2 separate regions of the Mus musculus genome follow, and region 2 is linked to region 1. Evidence: chromatin contacts called from public HiChIP or PLAC-seq data. All regions are on one chromosome and are shown on one strand. The core of a region is the stretch at or near the end of the contact, and the rest is flanking DNA. Distances in the headings are between cores, read along the strand shown.

Region 1 (6,746 bases), core at 2,126-4,625:
GGAGACTGGATTACTTATGTGCTGTTGGCGGGATGTAAGCCAAAATTACATCAGCTTTTAGCAAAAGAGCCTGGCAAATTCTAGGGAGAAAAATGAATCATATATTTATCATACAGCCCAGCAACTGAACCCTGGGCATTTACCCTAGAGAAATGGAAAAGCCTGTGCTCTAGTCATAGTAACTTTGTTCATGACCGCCCCAAACTGGAAACGGTACACATGACCCTCAGGGACACACACATATACTGGCACATTCGTCAGCAGCAAAGAGCCAGGAGGCTGATTCAGCAGCAGGTGGATCTGCAGGGAATTGTGTGCAGGCAAAGCAGCAGCTTGGGAAGTTTGCTTACTGTAGACCATGTTTATATAACATTTTGAAATGACAATGTCTTATGAATGGAAAATTGAGGAGTGGCTGCTGGAGGTTGAGAACAGTGTTGACAATCAAAACACAAAGCTGTGGAACTCAGTCCCAGTGAATTCATCTATAACACAGCTCCCATACCCCAGGCCTGGGAATCAGGCAGAAGAGGGGGCAGAAGGATCGATAGTAAGAGCCAGGGGATGGGGAGTTTATGTGCAACTGTGTCTCCTACTAACATCAGGAACTGACCCCACCCACCCCAATGTGAGCTGAACAAAGACAGCAATGGGCTTGCCAAAGTGGACAGGGAGAGGACCAGGAGGCCCAGCTAGAAATGCTGAGAGCCAGAGAAACAGTCTTCCCCAGGGAAGAAAAAACCAACTGGTTATCCAATACCAAATATTCAGTCCTGAAATCACATATACAAGTAACATTGTATTTGTTGTATGTAGGGATATATACGTATGTATGTGTGTGTGTGCATGTATACATATATTTATATAACAACAATTAATGAAAAAAAAGAGGCCATGAATTTGAAAGAGCAAGGAGGGGAGTGTGGGAAGGTTCAGAGGAGGAGAGGGAGGGGGAATGATAAAGTTATAATCTCAGCAATTATATTATAATCTCAAAAATAAAAGATATATATTTTTAAAAAGGAACGAGGTTGAGAGGCTGGGGTGGTTCACGGGGCTTTGAGAGCACAGCATCGAGAGCTTGTGGTGAGGAAAATATATCGACCATGGTGGTGGGTATACAACACTCCCCATTGAATGGAACAATCTTAAACAGAAGCCTCTACAGTACTCCTTAGAGTTGCACACGAGAGTCTTACATTTTCTTAATCAGGCAAAGTAAAACTGCAGCCCCAAATGCCAGCGTCTCAGAAGAGCTTCAACACGCCGGGAAATATTTTATTTAGGATGCATTTGGGCCAAGCGCCTCTGCCACAGCACAGGTTTGGCAGGGCCCAGGGAGCTGAAGAAAATGAGGAAGATGGAATGGGGAAATTACTTAGATGATGTACAGCAGCTGCTGCCATTCCACTGCTGGGCCCCGTGACGCAAATGCAACGCCTAGCTGAGCAGGTGGCGAGGAGGGAGTGAGATTTCTCGGCTGATGCAGCCCAGAGGCCCACATCGAAGGGAGTGAAAGGTGTCTGGGTGTTTATGGAGGAGAGAGTGGAGATGGAGAATGAAAAAAAAGAATGCCCCTCGGTGTGCTGACACAGACAAGCATTCCAGAGTCCCAGAGTCCCGCCCTGAGGATGGATGCTTTTTGCACCTTATTCGGAGCATAGCCATGGGCGCCTAGCTTTAAACTATGCAACTATTTAAACTCCAGCCTGGGGGCCTTGCAGTTATTGCTGATATGGAGTTGGATTAGAACTAGCTGATTTATCACCTCCCTTCCCATAATCCTGTCTTGCAGGCACTCAATCTCACTTGCAATGTGTGGGGTGACCCGCCCCCTGAGGTGTCCTGGCTGAAAAACGAGAAGCCACTGACCTCTGACGACCACTGCAGCCTCAAGTTTGAGGCCGGGAAAACCGCCTTCTTCACCATCTCAGGCGTGAGCACGGCAGACTCCGGCAAGTACGGGCTGGTGGTGAAGAACAAATATGGCTCGGAGACCAGCGACTTCACCGTTAGTGTGTTCATCCCAGAGGAGGAGTTGAGGAAGGGAGCAATGGAGCCTCCCAAGGGCAACCAGAAGTCCAAGTGAGCAGAGACTGGGGGAGTTTTGAGGAGAGCCAGGACCAGCTGGCCACCCATCATGCTGCTGTCGTGAAAAGGATTGGGCTACAGACGATGAAATCCTCCTGGTGGCTCCATTTTGTGCTGGCTTAGGAGGAAGTCATCAGATCTCTTATTCCTATAGATGAGGAGGCACCATTGAAGAACACATTAAGGGTTTTAATCTACAATTTATGTAGTAAGAAAACATTAGGAAATGATTTCAAGGAAGAAGGGCAGAGGATGTTGGAGAAGTGCTGAGCGAGAGCAGAAGTGAGGCCAGCATGGAAGCCGGTGACGCTTTACCTGTAAGCTCTTAGGAATTGTGTCCATACCTCATGTTCTATCAAAATAGAGGCATGTGCCTGTAGGCTTGAGTATGGTGGGTCCCTGTTAGTAGAGGTGGTGCATTTCTGATAGCAGCCTTGTGAACTGGCCTCCCCCAGTGTGAATAAAGTCTCCTGCCTTTCCTCTTTCCCCTTGTGTCTCTCTGATCCTCACCATGTTGGGGCCTTTCCACCTCCTCCTAATCATTTCTGTAGCTCATCTTTTGGTTTACACCCTTAGGGCAAAAGCAGTTCCTTCTGGACATGGTCAGATAAGCCATCTGTGGTCAGCCACGGCTCAGAATTCCAAGTCACACTCACATTGCACATCTGATCACGTACACTATACTCCATCACTAAGATGGAGTAGTCTTTGATTGAAGTGTGTCAACTAATTATGACAGAACATCCAAACCTAATGAAAAGAGATTAATTTTTTGAAGTTCTGGAGGCACCAAAATCCAAGATCAAAATTCTGGCATCTGGAAAGGATAGGGAGCCAGAATCTTAAGGACTTTTTGGCTGCCCTGTGATGCCAGGAAGACAAGCAAGAGTGAACTCTCAGAAGTGAGGAGGTTGCATACAAACTCAGCCTTTTGTCAGGAACCCTCTCTAGAGGCAACTAAACCAGTCTACTGTGCACACTGACAACATTCACCCCTGCTTTCCTGGTTAAATACCTGTTGAAGATCCCGTTCCTCCACACCAGCAGACATGAGTCCTGGTTGTGAACACTGGGGCACATTCAAACTATGACACCAAGAACCAAGCAGTCTTCCCTATGCTGCAGAAATGGCTCCTAAGTATATAGAGCTTTTAAAAGATCAGGGCTGAAGTTGGCTCTAATCTGACTGTTGGTCCTTCCCTATCCAGCTGAGTGTCAGCTGCTGCAGCGATGAACCCAGGCAGGAGCGGGGCACTGAGCTCTCGTAACAGGAAGCTTGGTTCATGAGAAGGGCTTGTTCCTTGGATGGCAGCTTCCTCTCTGGTGACGGCAGCCCTCACTTCCACAGGACTCATGAGGCTCTCACCAAAGCCAAGCCTGGGATTGCCTGATCTTGGCTGCTCCACTTCTAAACTAAGTAAACTTCATTTCTTTGCAAAACTAGCAGGCTTCAAGTCCTTCAGTATGGAAAAATATACACTCTAGTGTAGTTAATAAATGCATTTCCTGGAAACCAAGTGAACCCCAGCTGAAGGTCGCTTTCCAGACATAGTTCAAATTCTCCCTGCTTCAGCAAAAGGCTGCTTGGGCTCAAGTAGACCCAGAAGGAACGGGCCACTGGATGCATACCTGCCAGGAAGCCTGAGAAGAGTCCAGCAGAGGCAGTCTCTCATGCTGAGATAGAGGCTCCTGAGCCCTCTGCAGAACTCACAATGCAGCAACCGAAGCAGCAAGCAGGGTCCCAGTGTTGGGTGACTAGAAGTGGGAGTTGATCCCATTGCCTTTTACTGAGAGAGACCTACCCAGGCTGCTGGAGAAGACATGCTAAATCACACACACACACACACACACACACACACACACACACACACACCATGTTCTGACTTCTGAAATTGTACAAGAACATGAAACCAACATGTACTCCCACTGGGAACCCCACGATGTGGTAGGAGGACCTGATGGGATAACATCAAGGAAAGGGAGAGAAATGTTTATATCAGGGAAATAGATGCTAAGATTCCTCAACAAACTGACTCTAAGAACTATCCCAGCCAGTATAGCGACCAAACTGGACCACATCATTATCCAGTAGCTTTTGAAGCTATTTCTACATAGAAGGCCACAACTGAAACCACAGTCATGTTGATAAAACTATTCTGAAGTTTCCTTTTAACCCATAATTTAGGAATCTGTGGCCTGCTGCAGGCAGGCTGTGGATATAGTCATCCTGGAACGTAGTAAATGTCTGTTTTTATAAAATTAATATATACAGGCCAGTGACAACTTCTGAATATTTCCAAGTCCTTGAAAGTACATCCTTACTTTTTTTTTTCTATTTAAACGTTTAGTCATTGAAAAAATTAGTTTTAAGACTACTCTTTATAGTGTTAAAAAGTCTCTTTAATTTGTTAAAGTATATTTATCAACTGATCTTTTTTCCATTTTAATCATTGTCATTATCTGGCTTAAACAATATTCCCAAGAAATTAACCTTAACAGCCAAAAACAACAACAACAACAAACAAAACAAAACAAAACAAAACCCAAAACCCAGAAAATTTGAGTTCTTTTAAATATTTTCATGTTATATATAAACCTAGATATAAGATGATAGTCAAACATTCTAAGTTCGAATCAGAAACCTAAGCTGTTACTAGGTTAAACTATCTGAAAAATTCCAAGTATATAAAAATAAAGAGAGTGGAAAGGTGGCTCAGTCAGTAAAGAACTTCCCACGCAGGCATGGGGGAAGACCAGAGTTGGATCCCTAGCACCTCATACAAAGCAGAGCATGGTGTGCCCTTAGGATCCCAGTGCTGAAGAGGCAGAGGGAGGCCCAAGCATCCCAGGGCCCTCTGGCCAGCCAGTCTAGACAAAGCAAAGTAGATGGCTCCCCACGTATGTCATCTGAGGTTGACCACATTCTCACACACTCATATAATGTATATACACACACACCCATACACAAACACTCACACAAACACACACACATCCTTACATATGCACACACATGCACATACACTCACAATACTCATATACACATTCAAACACACCCTTACATACACAAACATACTCACATATGAACACACTCATACACACCCCTATGCACACTCACACACATACACTCGCATAATACTCATATATACACACATAAAATATGCAGACTCTATAAAGCCATAATACTAATTATATATATAGAGAGAGGTCCTCACAGCAGGGACTGGAAATTAATACTAACCCCAGAACAAGACTCACTTGTTCAAAGTGGGCTGTGCAAAGGCAGCTTAGACAAAACAAAATTGGTCACAGTAAAAAGTATCGCCAACTGGCATGGGGATGCTCGCTGTATAAGCCATCTGCCTGGAGGTGGTTCTAGGAAGAAAAAAAAATTAACTCTTCAAGTCAGTAATGGTTGCATGTGGGGTCCACATTTACAGCATATCATGGTATGAGTCCCACAAGAACACCCATAAAAATGGAAATGATGTCTGGAGTCCAGAGAAGCAAGTGTAATCCTTCGCTACGGGAGACTTCTGAGTCTGGCCACAAAGGATCACTGTTAGGAGGATTGTTCTCCCACAGACGGCTAGAAAACTTGGCTAAATATAAAGCAGAAAATGTCTGGGGCCTGGGGTAGCCCACACACATAGGACTGTGACTCCTAAGGGGGCTGGGAATGGGTGATAGCAACAGCTGTGACTTCTCTGGCTGCTTGCTTGGATGAAGAGCTTAGGCTACCGCTCAGCTTCACTGAACTGAAGAGGGAGAGGCGCCTAGGAAGTTTATGAGTGAGAAGAACTGCACAGAGGACAGGGGCCAGCGTGCTGCAGGTGGCCTGTGGGAGTTCTGGAGGGAGCCAGTGGAGTGATCAGACAAACAATTCTTGAAGCTCACGTGGGCTGGAAGTAGAGCTCATTGCCACCAATGCAAGTGAAAAGTGTGGTCCACACCGGGTTGGGCAGATGGACCAGAAGTTTCTCACTTTCACCCTGGAGGCCTAGACTGAAAGCAGCAAAGGAAGCTGCTTCAGACCCCAGAGTGGAAAAGGAAGCTGTGCGCATACGGAGGGGTGGCTCAGGAAGCTTTGCGCATATGGAGAGGTGCCTCAATGGCTGAGCATGCCTGCTCTGAGCTCAGTGTCCGCATAAAGACCCGGTATGGCTCCAAGTGTCTACCATTCTAGCATGGGGGCAGAGACAGGATAGCTCACGGGCCAGCCATCCTATTCAAAATGGTGAATTTCTGCTTCCAAGAGACTTGTCTCAATGTACGAAGGCAGAGAATAATAGAGAAAGACAGCCCACATCGCTTTCTGGCCTCTATGTGTACATACAGGTACATGTGTATGTACAAACACATACACACACAGAGGCACACATGTGTGCACACACAGAGGCATCACACACAGATAAATGTGTATGCACACACACACACACACACACACACCACATACACACAAGGACACAAACACAAAAGGAAACAAGCCTAAAAAGGATGACATTTCTGAAAGAGTGGAAACTGTGTCAGAATCATATGTAAAGCACTTCAAACAAGGTCAGGATTGAACAGAGTAACGTTACAAGAGCACGTATCCAATCCAAATTTAGTAGGCTTCTACACTGGGGGTCTTGCTGCTGGGAGAACACCTGCCTCAC
Region 2 (6,746 bases), core at 1,902-4,401, 87 kb after region 1:
TTTTTTTTACAAATTGTAACAGTATTCATTTTATCATTACCACCATTGGTCAGTCATATAATACTGACTGCTTAGTCTGGTGCAGCAGATAAAACAGCATATTTTAAGTGTGTGTAACTTAAGAGGACAGGAATAGTCAGGTGTGGTAGGTGACAAAGAAGCATTTCTGGTAAAAGAGGCGATGAGCTGAACTACCTCCAGATGAATTTCACCTCAGGGCTGGTTTTGGAGATAGTCTGTCTTTAACATAAAATGGCAGTATACCATGACCACAGAAGTGGGAACAAAGACCTGCATTTTCTTCCCTTCTTAGTGAGATGAGGACTCTCTGAGTCCTGTCATGCCATAGTCAGACACTCGTGGGGCAGAGCAGTGCATGAAAAGATGGATGTTCAGCTTTGTTAGGTATTAAAGAAATGCAAATCTTTGTAATCATGGCCAAACAGTACTGCCTCATTGTGTGCCAATGCCAGATAACTTCACCTCGTAGACATTGCTGGTGGGAAGATAAAATGGTAGAGCAGCTCTGGAAAGTAGTCTGACTGCTCCGAAACAGCCACGCCTGTAGTGGTTTACAACGGACAAGCTGCACTCAGTTGTACACACACAGTGTGTGGATACTTAAAATTGTGCCTTTATCTGTAATAGCCAGAAACTGCAGTTACTTGTTCTTCAACAAGAGGTTTATTTTGGGGGGAGGGTTGTTTTGTTTTCTTTTTAATGGTAAGTCTATACCATGAAATACTGTGCAGCAATAAAATAGAATGAGTTCATTAATACAGCCATCTGGATCAGTCTCCAGAGAATTATGAGGGAAAGAAGGCAGTCCTAAAAGGCTACATTCTTCATGGTGCTGTGTGTATGACTTCCTTTCTAAATGGCAGACATTTCAGAAATAGAAAACATATTAATGTTGCCAGGGACTGGGGAGGAGAAGGCAAGAGAAAAATGTGTGTGACTGTATGGGGCAACAGGATTGTTGTGCTGATGGTGGAATTTCGGGTTTTCACAATCCCACCCCCATCCTAGACTGGGTTTCTCTGTGTAGCCCTGGCTGTCCTAGAACTCACTTTGTAGGCCATGCTGGCTACAAACTTAGAGATCCACCTGCCTCTGCTTCCCAAGCGCTGGGATTAAAGGCGTGCGTTAACGCTGCCTGGCGTGTTCCGTCATTACCTGCGATTGTTGGTGTCCTTGTTATGATATTTTGCTTGTGCATCCCAATTAACACCAAGTAAAAGACACTCAGTTGAGTGGACGCTCAGTAGAGGATTTGGGGCAGCCATATTCTTTCTTGGAGCTCTGAAGGTCTACACTGATCTCACAGCAGTTTACTGTTGTTTATTTGCTGTATTAGAGGTAGGATCTCATGCAGCCCAGGCCGCTTCTGAACTCTGGATCCAGAAATGTTAATCTTTAAAAACATAATGAGCCAGGAATAGTGGTGCTCAGGAGGCAGAGGCAAGTGGGTCTCTGTGAGTCCAGGCCGGTAGCGTCCTCATAGTGAATTCCAGGCCTGCTGGGGCTACATAGTAAGACCATTTCAAAAAGAAAAAATACAATGAGATTATCCATGAGTGATCTGATGGAATAGTATTTCTGCTGCACATAGTACAGTAATGACTCTTAGCTGTTTATTGGTTTTAGCTTGTTTATTGGTAGTTCATTTGATAGTTCTTTCCTTATTCAAGAAATAATTATTGTCAAATATAGTAGCACACACCTGTAATCCCAACACTTTAGAGACTAAAGTTGTCTTAAGTTCTAGGCCATCTTGACTACAAAGAGACCCTGGAGAGAAAGGTTGGTCAGGAGTGGTGGCACCTTTAATCTCAGCATCCAGGAGGCAGGGGTGGGCAGATCCCTCTGTGCTCAGAAGCAACCTAGTCTATGTCTTGAGTTTCAGGCCAGCCAGGACTGTACAGTGAGACTCTATCTCAAAAAAATTTTTTTTTCAAAAATTAAGTATTTGATGTGTGCTTAATCTGGCCTTGCTATCAAAATAAAAGCAACCATCCTCATCCTAAAACCAAAGCCACCTGTTTATAATTGTTTCATGGCTATAACATATTTTCTTTATAATTATGACATCCTCCACCTTAGGAGATCGTAGTAAATGTAGCTGCTTGTGTACATTGCACAAAGCAAGCTCTTTGGAATGTGCAGTTGGAAACCTTGGAATACCCAGGGGAATAATCAGGATTATATGCTTCAGGCTACTCAACAGCTAGACTGTGGTTACAGTCATCTCTGTATAGACTGTTGAGTGGAGTCTGTCTTGCCTTAGGCACTGACTGTCTCTGGCCAGTAGGCTGAGTTATGTGCTGATGGGACCTGGCAGGTCCACTTCATTTTTTTTAGGGGATCAGCACTTTGTCCCTGTTCCACCTAGGACTTACCTGACAACACAGAATGTCTCTCTAGAACTTTGCAAATATGGAATCTTGAGCTTAGGGCAACCAGAGCTGGTTTAGAGAGGCCACTCTGCGCAGTTAATAGTTTGGACTCATTACTCCTAGAGTCCAATAAAAATTGACTTCTGCATTAGCCTAAAGCTGGAGGTTTTTCTGATCCTACATCCAGGGGATGGACTCTCTGTGGATTTGGCTTTAACGTAACATAAAGGTGTCTGCTGAGTGATGGTGTGTTCACCCGCTGGAGGGAGAGCTGACAGCCTGAGGACTAATGGGTTTGTTTTGGTGTGGGTTGGGTTTTTCAGTGGATGAGTCAGGGTAAGGGGTGAAGCCAGATTTAGATGTACCCTCTCTCTTTTGAATTGCAGAGCTCTGGTGATCTTGATTTGAGTAGTGAGTTGAAGTTGAGAAACCAAAACCCCTTTTGTGCTCTGAACATTGTGGGACACAAACGTTATGTCCCATTATGCCATGTTGAGGTTCTGAAGTCATGGTACGTGTGTTAGTCTTGGCGCAGCTTACCACAGCTCGCTTGACGCAGCATGTACCTGATGTATCTGAACCAGAAGATCTCGGTTCTCAGTTGTATCCCTTGTCTCTCTGCAAAGATAAATCCCAAGCTTCCCCTGGAGGTGACAGTCCTCCTGTCCTTGCCTCCTGTGGTCAGAGTGGACATAGTACTGCAGGTCCTGAGCGGTTGGTGGAGGGAGATGAAGACAGTTGGCCCCACCCTGGGGTGTGGAAGGAAACAGAACTTCCACAGCCTCCAACCCCACTTAGAGGCACTGCCAGTCTGAGACATATGTGTGATGTAGCTGGGGCAGCAGGAGAGCAATGGGCTCTGGACAGCAGAGCAGAGTGTATGTTTAATCAAACTCTTTATGTCGTTGCTGTTAGTTGTCAAAGTTAGTGCTGACATCGTTTTCTTTTCTCAGTCTCAAACCATGAATTATGTGGGCCAGCTGGCTGGGCAGGTGCTCGTCACTGTGAAGGAACTCTACAAGGGCATTAACCAAGCCACGTTGTCTGGATGCATCGATGTGGTCGTGGTGAGGCAGCAGGATGGCTCCTACCAGTGCTCGCCTTTTCACGTACGCTTCGGGAAGCTGGGTGTCCTGAGGTCCAAGGAGAAAGTGGTGAGTGCACAGGTCACCATGGTGACCGGCCCCTTCCTCTTACTCTTTTTTTTTTTTTTAAACTTGCATGCTATTGAAGACCATGGTAAGAAACCAACTTTATAGGTACTGCTTTTGAATTGGCTTCTAAATTCAAAAGACTCTCTTATAGAAAGTTTCTCCAAATGAAAAAGAAACTGAAATCATGAAGAGACTCAGAACAAAACTGGAGATAATTACAAATGAGGAAGTTGGGCTTATTTTGAAAAAGAAATTTTGCTTTATTTAATATAGCACTTTAAAATAGTGTAGGGCCAGCAAGATGATTCAGTGGTAAAGGCTCTCTCCATCAGTCCTGAGACCCACAGGGTGCAACAAGAGAACACACTCAGAAGTCATCCAGTGACTTGACCCGTGTACCCTGTGGCTCATGTACATGCTTTAAATCCTCAGTTTAAAAAAAAAAAAAGGCTCTCTAAAAATAAAATAATGCAGTCTGGAGATACAGCTTAGTCAGCAAAACATTTGCATACCATGCACCAAGCCTGTGCAGGCACTGAGGAGGTAGAGACAGAAGGACAGGAGCATTCTCAGCTCAGCCACATAGCAGAGGTGCACGAGGCCAGCCTGAGACACAGGAGAGCCTGTTGATTGATTGATTGATACATACACACAAACATATATGATAATATTGTTGTACTGATTATGAGTAGGTAGACTAAGCTCATGTAATCAAGTGTAGATTATATTTATTTAAAAGAAATAAACACCCCAATTGAATGTTTGTATTTTTCCTCTTTTGCATTTAATGGGGGGCAGTGTTTGGATGTTTTTAAATTATCATTTCCCTCAAGTATTGGGCAATAAGAAGGTTTTTGAATTGTGTGTATGGTAGGTTTTAAAACAGAGTTAATGATAAAACTTTGTAGAGCATGTATTTGGCAACTTTTCACTTCCACATTGTCTTCCACATGGTGATAATAATGTCAGCAACTCTTACTAAGATTTCGGAGCACTTTGCCACTGGGTAGCACAGTGGAAGGGTGGGTGCCGAAGGACCAACATGCACAAGTTAAAGAGGTTTTTGCTGGTGTTTTTTTGGATATACATCTCCCTCTACTTAGGCTTTGGGTTTTTGAAACTGAAAGAAAGTGGGTTTCCAAAACTAGACTTTATTTTTCAAAGAGAAACCATCTCTTTGGGTGTTATAAAATCATTTCCCACTGGATTTTTCAGACTAGCCTTTGCTTGATCCCATTAGAAAGCAGAAGCAGCTACAGTGTTACTTCTTGGCCTGGCAGCTTCTACTCTAGGGCAGGGTTGTCTAGCCATAGTTAGTGCTTTCTGTGTTTGTTTCCTTTGTGGTTTTTGTAGTGACACTATTAGTACTTTCATATTAGAGCTGTTTCTCCATAGATGTTCAAGGATCTGTTTGTAAAATTTCTTTTGGGGGTCTTCTCAGAAGTTTCTCCCACCATACCATACCCGCCCCCCACCGTTCTCTGGAACCAGGTTTCTAATTGATAGGTTGACTCAGGCTTTTGGCCTTTGAGTGGAGCTGCAGCAGATGTGTGCAGGCATTTGTCCTCTGTGTAAGTGAGAAGCTGAGCAGATGTGTGTATTCTCTGTGCACTTTGTAATTAGAGATGTAATTTCTTTACCAGGTTACACGGGTGGTTTTATTAACCATTAACTGTTAAATACCTTGTCAGACATCCCACCCCTACCCCAAGTACTTTTAGGATCATAATACACAGGGCCCAAGAAAAGAAAAAATTTCTTCTTTCCTGTTCCCTTCCTTCATATCCCAGAATCTAGGAGATCTATTTGAGAAGAAATCTGTCCATTTGATTTACCAAAACACAGCTTTCTTATGAAAGTAAAACTTGAGCTTTATCTGTCATAGGCGCACTGGTGACTTACATTGACCTCTTGTCGCAGGCCTTTCTGCATTAGGGTAAGCTGTTCACTGATTTTTAAATTAACTACATTTTCACGTGTGGCAGCACCTGAAATCATAACTACTTTAAAACAGCTGTTTAGAGGCAGTCATTTCCTATGACGTGTCCATGTTTGACAGAAGACCAGTCCTCTTGTGACATCTAGTAACTCAGAGTACACGTTTTGTTAATGTTTCACAAAATCAGTATCATGATTATTTATTGAAGTAAATGCCCAATGTATTGGAACTGTCCCCAGCATGGGTGACAAAAGCCTACCCTCCTACTGTTATAAGCAGAAAAGTTAGGCCAAAGTCCAGGGGCATCTACTTTAGTCAGTGCTGGTGTAGGGAGGGGTTAAAGGCACTGGCAGGATTCTGATTCCCCACCTTAGAGTTCTGCCTCTGTCTGAGTTCTTCCTCATGCCAGACAGCAGCCAGTGCTGCCAGGCTCACTGCCATTAATTCAGCCAGCACAGGCGAGAGAGACATTGCCTTTAGAAGTGCTGGCTTCATGCTTGGATCACATCCATCCAAGGCTAGTCACTGTCGCTGGAATGGAACAAGTCCATTGGGCTGGATTAAATAAAAGCCTCACCTTCACCTGAATCCACTTGAAATGTAGAGTCTGAAATAAGGATGGGCAGATCCCAGAAGGTATCAGAGATACTCACAACTAAAGGATGCACATCAAAGCAGACATTCATTACCTCCAGTATCTGTATCTTCTCATTTTAGCATCAGTTGAATACATTGAACAAGGCTAAAGCACAATCTAGGAATACAACTAGGGAATAATGAGTCACCACCATTAGACAGTATCACTAGAATTTGACAAATTGAGAGTCCTCCTTGGGGAGCACTTGATCTACCTTGGTGCTTGTCTTAGTTGCTGGTCTGTTGCTGTGAAGAGATATCATTACCAAAGCAACTTATATAAGAGAACATTTAACTAAGGGCTTGTGAGGGTAAGTCCATGACCATCAAGGCAGGAATCATGGATATAGACTGGCCTGGTGCTGCAGGAGGAGCTGAGAGCTTACATTCTTGTCTACAAATTGGAGACAGTTGGTATGGGCTCTTAAAAATCAAAGCCCACCCCCAATGACATAAAAGACCACACCTCCTAATCCTTCCTAAATAGTTCCACCAAGGGAACCATGTTCTCACGTGCACAAGTTGGGTTGGTTTTGGTTGGTTTTTTTTTTTTTGGGGGGGGGTGTTGTTTGCCTAAGGAATTCTTGTACATTCTTTTTGTTTTGCTTTGTTTTGTTTTGT

The links. HiChIP or PLAC-seq counts read pairs in DNA pulled down with a chosen protein or histone mark.
Region 2: a contact with region 1 is called in an H3K27ac HiChIP or PLAC-seq map of microglia, with 3 times the contacts expected there. The contact joins two enhancer-like sites. A contact is called at or near these places in 1 of 15 datasets of contacts at CTCF or cohesin (CD8 T cells), 1 of 484 Hi-C or Micro-C datasets (bone marrow-derived macrophages), 3 of 115 datasets of contacts at active chromatin or transcription factors (CD8 T cells, the HPC-7 cell line and microglia) and 3 of 9 other capture datasets (adipose tissue, liver and pancreatic islet).

Annotation. Positions count from the first base shown.
Region 1 is chr17:71,124,281-71,131,026 of GRCm38.p6, forward strand. It overlaps Myom1 (myomesin 1), which reads left to right. Exons shown (of 37, transcript NM_001083934.1): 37 at 1,796-2,576. The coding sequence ends at 2,089. Among named protein-coding and RNA genes, the nearest start is that of Lpin2, 56 kb to the right of the region's middle. Within about 2 kb of position 3,376, at least 33 of the 459 cell types and tissues checked have an H3K27ac peak or open chromatin away from gene starts, as enhancers often do. A contact at or near this core is called in the HPC-7 cell line, adipose tissue, bone marrow-derived macrophages and 1 more, where this site is marked.
Region 2 is chr17:71,211,615-71,218,360 of GRCm38.p6, forward strand. Lpin2 (lipin 2) reads left to right here. Exons shown (of 20, transcript NM_001357791.1): 2 at 3,350-3,550. The coding sequence starts at 3,359. Among named protein-coding and RNA genes, the nearest start is that of Lpin2, 31 kb to the left of the region's middle. Within about 2 kb of position 3,152, at least 75 of the 459 cell types and tissues checked have an H3K27ac peak or open chromatin away from gene starts, as enhancers often do. A contact at or near this core is called in the HPC-7 cell line, adipose tissue, bone marrow-derived macrophages and 1 more, where this site is marked.